Linked DNA regions of Sus scrofa: region 2 is linked to region 1. A link is a contact called in public HiChIP or PLAC-seq data. All regions are on one chromosome and are shown on one strand. The core of a region is the stretch at or near the end of the contact, and the rest is flanking DNA. Distances in the headings are between cores, read along the strand shown. Region 1 overlaps NUPL2 (nucleoporin-like protein 2). Region 2 overlaps IGF2BP3 (insulin-like growth factor 2 mRNA-binding protein 3).

What was found. HiChIP or PLAC-seq counts read pairs in DNA pulled down with a chosen protein or histone mark.
Region 2: a contact with region 1 is called in an H3K27ac HiChIP or PLAC-seq map of alveolar macrophages. The contact joins two enhancer-like sites. A contact is called at or near these places in 1 of 47 Hi-C or Micro-C datasets (mesenteric adipose tissue) and 1 of 2 datasets of contacts at active chromatin or transcription factors (alveolar macrophages).

Annotation. Positions count from the first base shown.
Region 1 is chr9:91,998,281-92,001,734 of Sscrofa11.1, forward strand. NUPL2 (nucleoporin-like protein 2) reads left to right here. Exons shown (of 7, transcript XM_021063448.1): 6 at 1,147-1,231; 7 at 1,862-3,251. The coding sequence ends at 2,421. Among named protein-coding and RNA genes, the nearest start is that of NUPL2, 18 kb to the left of the region's middle. Within about 2 kb of position 1,646, at least 1 of the 83 cell types and tissues checked has an H3K27ac peak or open chromatin away from gene starts, as enhancers often do. A contact at or near this core is called in alveolar macrophages, where this site is marked.
Region 2 is chr9:92,210,946-92,214,399 of Sscrofa11.1, forward strand. All of the region lies in intron 3 of IGF2BP3 (insulin-like growth factor 2 mRNA-binding protein 3), which reads right to left. Among named protein-coding and RNA genes, the nearest start is that of IGF2BP3, 60 kb to the right of the region's middle. Within about 2 kb of position 1,521, at least 13 of the 83 cell types and tissues checked have an H3K27ac peak or open chromatin away from gene starts, as enhancers often do. A contact at or near this core is called in alveolar macrophages, where this site is marked.

The sequences.
Region 1 (3,454 bases), core at 396-2,895:
GGGGCCAGAGGTGGAACTCGCATCCTCATGGATACTAGTCAGGTTTGTTACCACTGAGCCACAATGGGAACTCCTTAATAATGTAAGTGTGCATTAACTTTAGGGAAGCATTTGAGTAAGTAGACTGGGTAGCCTCTAAGGTCCATTCCCTCGTATTTACTTTTCTTGATAAGTGCAGATCAACCCATAGACATCAAAGTCTATCATTGAAAAGTATTTTTCTGGAGTTCCCATCGTGGCTCAGTGGTTAACGAATCCAACTAGGAACCACGAGGTTGAGGGCTCGATCCCTGGCCTTGCTCAGTGGGTTAAGGATCCGGTGTTGTTGCCGTGAGCTGTGGTGTAGATCGCAGATGCGGCTCGGATCCCACGTTGCAGTGGTTGTGGTGTAGGCTGGCGGCTACAACTCCGATTCAACCCCTAGCCTGGGAACCTCCATATGCCATGGGAGCAGCCAAAAAAAATGGCAAAAAGACAAAAAAATTATATATTTTTTTTTCCTGGGAGCTCCCTTGTGGTTCAGTGGGTTAAGGACCCGATGTTGTCTCTGTGAGGATGCGGGTTCAATGCCTGACCTCACTCAGTGGGTTAAGTTGCTGCCAGCTATAGTGTAGGTCACAGATGTGGCTCAGATCTGGTGTTGCTGTGGCCATGGCATAGGCCTGTAGCTGCAGCTACAATTCAACCCCTAGCCTGGGAATTTCCAGGGCATAAGTGTAGCTGTTTAAAAAAAAAAAAAAGAATAATTATTTTTTTGGAGTTCTCTTGTGGTACAGCAAATTAAGGATCTAGTGTTGTTGCTGCAGTTACCTGGGTCACTGATATGGCGTGGATTCCATCCCTGACCCAGGAACTACCATATGCCACAGGTGCAGCCAAAAAATTAAATAAAATAAAAGGTATCTTTATGTTTTAATATGTATTCATCAAAGAAATTCAGAAAATGTTTTAAAAGCATAAATAAAAACCATCCATAATTTATCAGCTAGATAATCACTCTGAATTCATTGAAGCTGGTCCATATTTTATCTGAGTATTCATTTGTGGGCATTTTTCTCTGTTAAGCATTTACCATCACATTTTTAAGTGCACATTGTAAAAATTTAATTTGGCTATATAAAGTGTATATTCTTTCTTTTTTAATAGCTCTCTGATGTAAAAGATGGAGTAAAGCAAGCAGCACCTGCATTTGGATTTGGCAGTAGTCAGGCAGTAACATTTGGGTCACCAGGTAAGTGATGGAGTAATGCAGGACTTCACTGATTTCTAAAAATAGGATTTTATAGGTTTCAAATCATAAAGCCTGAAGGTTGATTAAGTGCCATTTCAAGTCACTCTTGTAAATTCTACCACCTTCTATAAGAGAGCTTCAAAGAATTTGACTCATCAAGCATTTGTGAAATGGGGGCCGGAATGGGCATGTTCTCTGAAAGACCCTCTAGCTTAGAAGTATATTTTAGGAATGGTTTTTCAAGAGTTTTATAGTAATACGTTACTATGATAGTAGCACCTTTGAGGACTTTCTTGTCCCTATACGTAACAGCAGAATTTTGACCTCAAGTGACAGACCCAGTGACATGAGGGACAAGCTGAAATGAAGAGTCACTCCCTCATCCCTGAGTTTTCTCAAGAGCAGTCTCTGTGAGTAAAGGTAAATTACAGTACAGATGAGATCAGTGTAGCAGAAAGACAGACCACAGGGTTTCGTGGGTTTGTCCTGGCTTCTCATTTTCATGTTTTTCTTCTTCCTTCCAGGAAGTTTCTCATCATTTAAACATGGCAGAAATAAGAAAAAAAAAGGAGGCATGGGATAGACATATAGCTACCTTTTCTAATATTTTTTTTTTCTGTTTCTTTGTAGGTTTTCCAGTGAATAGCAACAGCAGTTGTAGTGCTCAGAATTTTAGTTTTAAACCAAGGTCTTCATTTGCTGCTGCCCCCTCTGGAAGTCCTTCTGTGTTTGGGAGTACTCCGGCATTTGGAGCCACACCCTCTGCCAGTTCTGCCATCAGCGCTTCTGCCCCAACTTTTGGACTTGGGAAGCCCGAAATCACATCTGCTGCTTCATTTTCGTTTAAAACCCCTGCAGCTTCTGGTTTTGGATCATCCGGATTTTCAGGATTTCCAGCTCCAATGGCAGCAGACCCTGTTGCCCCAGCCTTTGGAAGTGGCAGTTCTGTGGCTGGTTTTGGTAGTCCTGGCTCACATTCTCATGCTGCTTTTTCCAAGTCATCCAGTGACACCTTTGGAAATAGCAGCCTATCCACCTCTCTCCCAGTCTCACATGGCACAACAGATAATGTATTATTCACACCCAAGGATCAACTAACAGTGGAAGAACTAGAACAATTTCAATCTAAGAAATTCACTTTGGGAAAAATTCCCTTAAAGCCACCGCCTGTGGAACTCATAAATATTTAAAAGGGCAATTTTAAATATAGAAAAGAACAGTTTTTAAAATTGTTTTGAGTGGTTCATATGAAAGAGCAAATATATATACACATTTAAATTTATAAGAAATGTAAACTTTTAATAACATTAGTTTTTAAATTTAACATTTTCCCCTTGAACCTAACTATTTAAATGGAACATAAAAAATACTCAAGAACAGATTTTTTTTAACTATTATTATGAATGAAACTGAAAAAATGATCAATCCACACTGAATAAAGTACTTTTCTTATTCTACATCACTTTACTGTCTTACCATTTAAAATTTTAGCTTTAAACTTTTTTAAAGAAATGAGACAGTTTTTAGAACCAGTAGGGAAAAATGCTTGAATGTTTAACCTACTTACCAAATAAATATCAGAAGCCTGACTTTCATGTTCAAGAAGATTCTCTTAACGAAATAGCAGTTTTTAAAGGGCGGAAACTTTTATTTTCAGGACCTAAGGGGCGTTTTCCCCTCACAGTTTTTTTTTAATGGGCCACTCCCAGAGCATGCGGAAGTTCCCAGACCAGGAAATGAACCCGAGTCACAGCAGTGACCCAAAGTGCCACAGTGACAATGCAGGATCCCTAACCTGCTGCACCCAAGGGAACTCCACCTCTCAGAATTGTTCCCACTCAATATTGACTGTCTCATGGACCATCTGAGTTTTCTTTGGCAATTTTAGGCTAATTTTATCTTGGCCTAATTTTTCTGTAATACTGTTTTTTCCTCACATTCTTCCATCAGGTGGCTGGATTCTAAGAGGAATGGAAATTATGATCTCATGTGAATAAATAGTGTATGTAGAGGAGTCGAATTCACCAGCTGTTTCTATTAGAATTTTCAGACACGTTTGTGTCTCTCTGTGTCCTCAGATTGGGGCAATATATTGTATATCTTATATGTAGTTGATCCAAGTAGCCAAAGACCTGTCATGAGCTGAAGCATATATGTCAGAATTCAATGTTTCTTTCTCAAGCCTCAAAAATGACATAGCTGGCACTTTGAGAATAGTTACCT
Region 2 (3,454 bases), core at 271-2,770, 210 kb after region 1:
TAAATTGTTAATGATACAGATGGCACTTTCCTGAGTTCTGTAAGCCATTCTAGTGAATTACCAAAAGGAGTGGGGGGCATCGTGGGACCCTCCAGATTTACAGTCAGCCAAACCCAAGTGTGGGTAGCCTGGGCATCCCACTGCACCTGGCATCTGAAATGAAGGCAGTCCTATAAGGTGGAGCCTTTAATGTGTGCAGTCAGACACTAAATCCGATAGTGTCAGAACTGAACTGAACTGTAGAACACCCAGTTGGTGATGGAGAGTGGGAGAAGTGGTACTGAAAAAGACACCACCCACTTGGTATCAGAAATGTTGTCAATAAAAACGACATAAGTCGGACTTCCTGTTGAGATGCAGCGGAAATGAATCAGACTAGTACCCATGAGGATGTGGGTTTGATCCCTGGCCTCTTGCCGTGGCTGTGGTGTAGGCTGGTAACTGCAGCTCCGACTCAACCCCTAGCCTGGGAACTTCCATATGCAACGGGTGCGGCCCTAAAAAGCAAAAAAAATAAAAGTAAAAAAACTTTTTAAATGACACAGGCCGCCTTTCTCAGTGTTCTCAATCAGGCCCCTCAAACCTCTTACCTCACATTTATGGTACCATTTGGCACAGAAAACAGCCATTGTTAGGTTATGTGTTTTTAGGGCTCTTGAGATCTTAAAACGAAGATCTATCAATCCCATGCAGAAAAAAGATTACTAAGTTTTTAAAAGTCACTTTGTTTGGTTGTTTGGCCATGGAGCATTAAAGTTTGGATCACTATTACCTTATTTCCCACCCCCAAGTAGTTAACTTCTTTCTTTTCCTCCCAGTCTTTATACATGGGATCACACTTATTCCTAATCACCAATCTAAATGTGAAGCAGTAGAAGAATCATGTAAACCAGAAACAGATTTACCAACGATTTCTTCTTTAATCTCCCATGACTTCAAGTGAATGCTACTAAAACCCAAAACCTCTTTTTGTATGACCTTTTCTGTTTACAATCATTAGCAATCTGTTTGTGGTCGTGAACTGTTTAATGTAATTCAGACAGAGAGGACCAAGTGTATTCATTTGAAGAGTTACAGCACTCATTATGAAACTGAAAAAGTAATTTCACGACTTGGCACTAACACAGAATCCTAAAATGAGCGCTCAGGCGCCTATAAGAATGGTTTTAAAGCTTGAAAAAACATAAGAGGAGCCCTCTACGGTCACCCCTCCATAAGGTGGTTGTGCCTGCATGTTGTTTTTTCCACTTACACGTGTTAAGATACTTAAAATAGTTGACTTTTCTTTTTCTTTTTTAGGGCCGCACCCTCAGCATATGGAAGTTCTCAGGCTAGGGATCCAATCAGAGCTACAGCTGCCGGCCTACACCACACCCACAGCAACGTGGGATCTGAGCCGCGTCTGTGACCTACATCACAGCTCAGGGCAACGACAGATCCCTGACCCACTGAGCAGGGCCAGGAATAGAACCTACTTCCTCAGGGATACTAATCGGATTCATTTCCAATGCACCACAATGGGAATTCCCCAGATGCCTGACTTATGACTGAATCCTCTACAGGGTGGTGGCTATGGGGATAGGAAAGAACACCAAAGGAAGTATTGGGGGGGGAACCTTAAAATACTTGATGTCCTATGGCCAGAGGGCCAAAGGGAGAAGGAGCATCAAAGATAACTAAGGCCAGGCCCATGTGACCTACATAATATTAAATTTCACAGAGAAAGCAAAGCAATGACCCAAGAGAGAAAAACATCAGTTTCAGACACCCTAAGATCAATGGATATTCAAGAGAATGTTTGCTTCCAATGGAAAGTAAAAACAAAAATTGTAGAAACAAGTAGAATTTTTAAGAGAGAAAACAGAGTGCCCGGAAATGCTGACATTTGAGAATAGAGAAGCACATGTCAGGGACTGTAACCATGACTAAAACCTGCAGGGAGAGGAACTGAGAACATAACTGCTGCAAAGAAAATGAAGAAACAAGGACATGCCCAAGGATGTGGTCCCCAGAGCGGCATGACCATTTCCCAAGACACCAGGCTTTTTGGAGAAAGGGCCAATTAATTCCAGTCCTTGCAGCTGAACATGTTCAAGATAAACGTGGGATTTCTTAAACCAACTGTCAAGGAAACTATCAACTACCAAAAAGGCATCAAAAGGACATGACAGGTCTCTCAAGACAGGATAATTTGAGAATCAATGACAACAATTCCAGTAATCTTGAAACTCAAAAGCTCATAAATCACACCCAAAAAAACCTCACTGGTCAAAAACCAAAATTCACTCATCATCCTTGAAGGATGCTAAAGCAACCAATATTTATAGGGTAGTAAATAAGTGAAAAAAATCAAGCATTTTTTTTCTCTCTTTTACAAACTGTGCCTTACAGTAACTAAATAGCTAAAGAGGACAAATTCCTCTTTAGAAATGCATTCTAACTAATAACTGAGGAAATAGTAGAAGAGTATTACCATCTTGCAGCCATATAATAATGCATCTAAGCCAATGGTTAGTGGCACTTCACAAAACAAAGACATTAGGTACCTCCTGATGGAAGGATATATACATCATGACCTATTACTTTGTCTTGTCCAAACAAAGCAAAAGTGAACTTGAATCTAATTCAAGACCCACAAAGGTCAGAAGAACATAATAATAAGCAACCACATATGGATGTAGTTCAGCAAAACAAGTGGAACTTTCTGCAGAATAAACCAACTTCGACAAATACACTGCACCAAAAAAAAAAAAAAAAAGGAACCTATTGAAAAACGTTGAAAAAGATCTTATTTGAATCCAGACTCAATTTCTTAAAAGTAAAAAATCAAAGAAATGTGAACCATTTGATTGTTATTTGAGAGTTACTATTAATTTTTTATATGAACTTTTTAAAAAGAGACTGTTATAGGTTGAACTGTGTCCTTCCCAAAACTCATAGGATGAAGTGTTCATTTCCATCTCTATAGTTTGGCTGTATTTGGAGACAGGGTCTTTTTAACTCAGAGAGAGCTAAGTTAAAATGAAGTCATTAGGTGGGGTCCCTAATCCAGTACAGCTGATGTCCTTATAAACGGGAGAAATTTGGACACAGATACACAAAGCAAGAACGCCACGTGATGAGGGATTTATGCCATAACAAACCAGGGAACTACCTGAAGAGAGAAGCCTTGAACAAGTCATTCTCTCACAGCCCTCAGCAGAAGCCAAACATGCTGACACCTTGGTATCAGACTCCAGGACTGTGCGATTCAAAGAGTACTGTTTAAGCCACTCAGTTTGTGGTATTTTGGTATAGCAGCCCTAACAAACTAACATTATCTTTTAGAGATGTGTTCAGTATTTACTCAATTAACTGATATGATGTCCAGGATGTGCTTTACAATAATCTGGGACAGGGTGAAGACAATAGAGTTATTTAAAAAAAAAAAAAAAAAAAAAGAGTGACTACATAT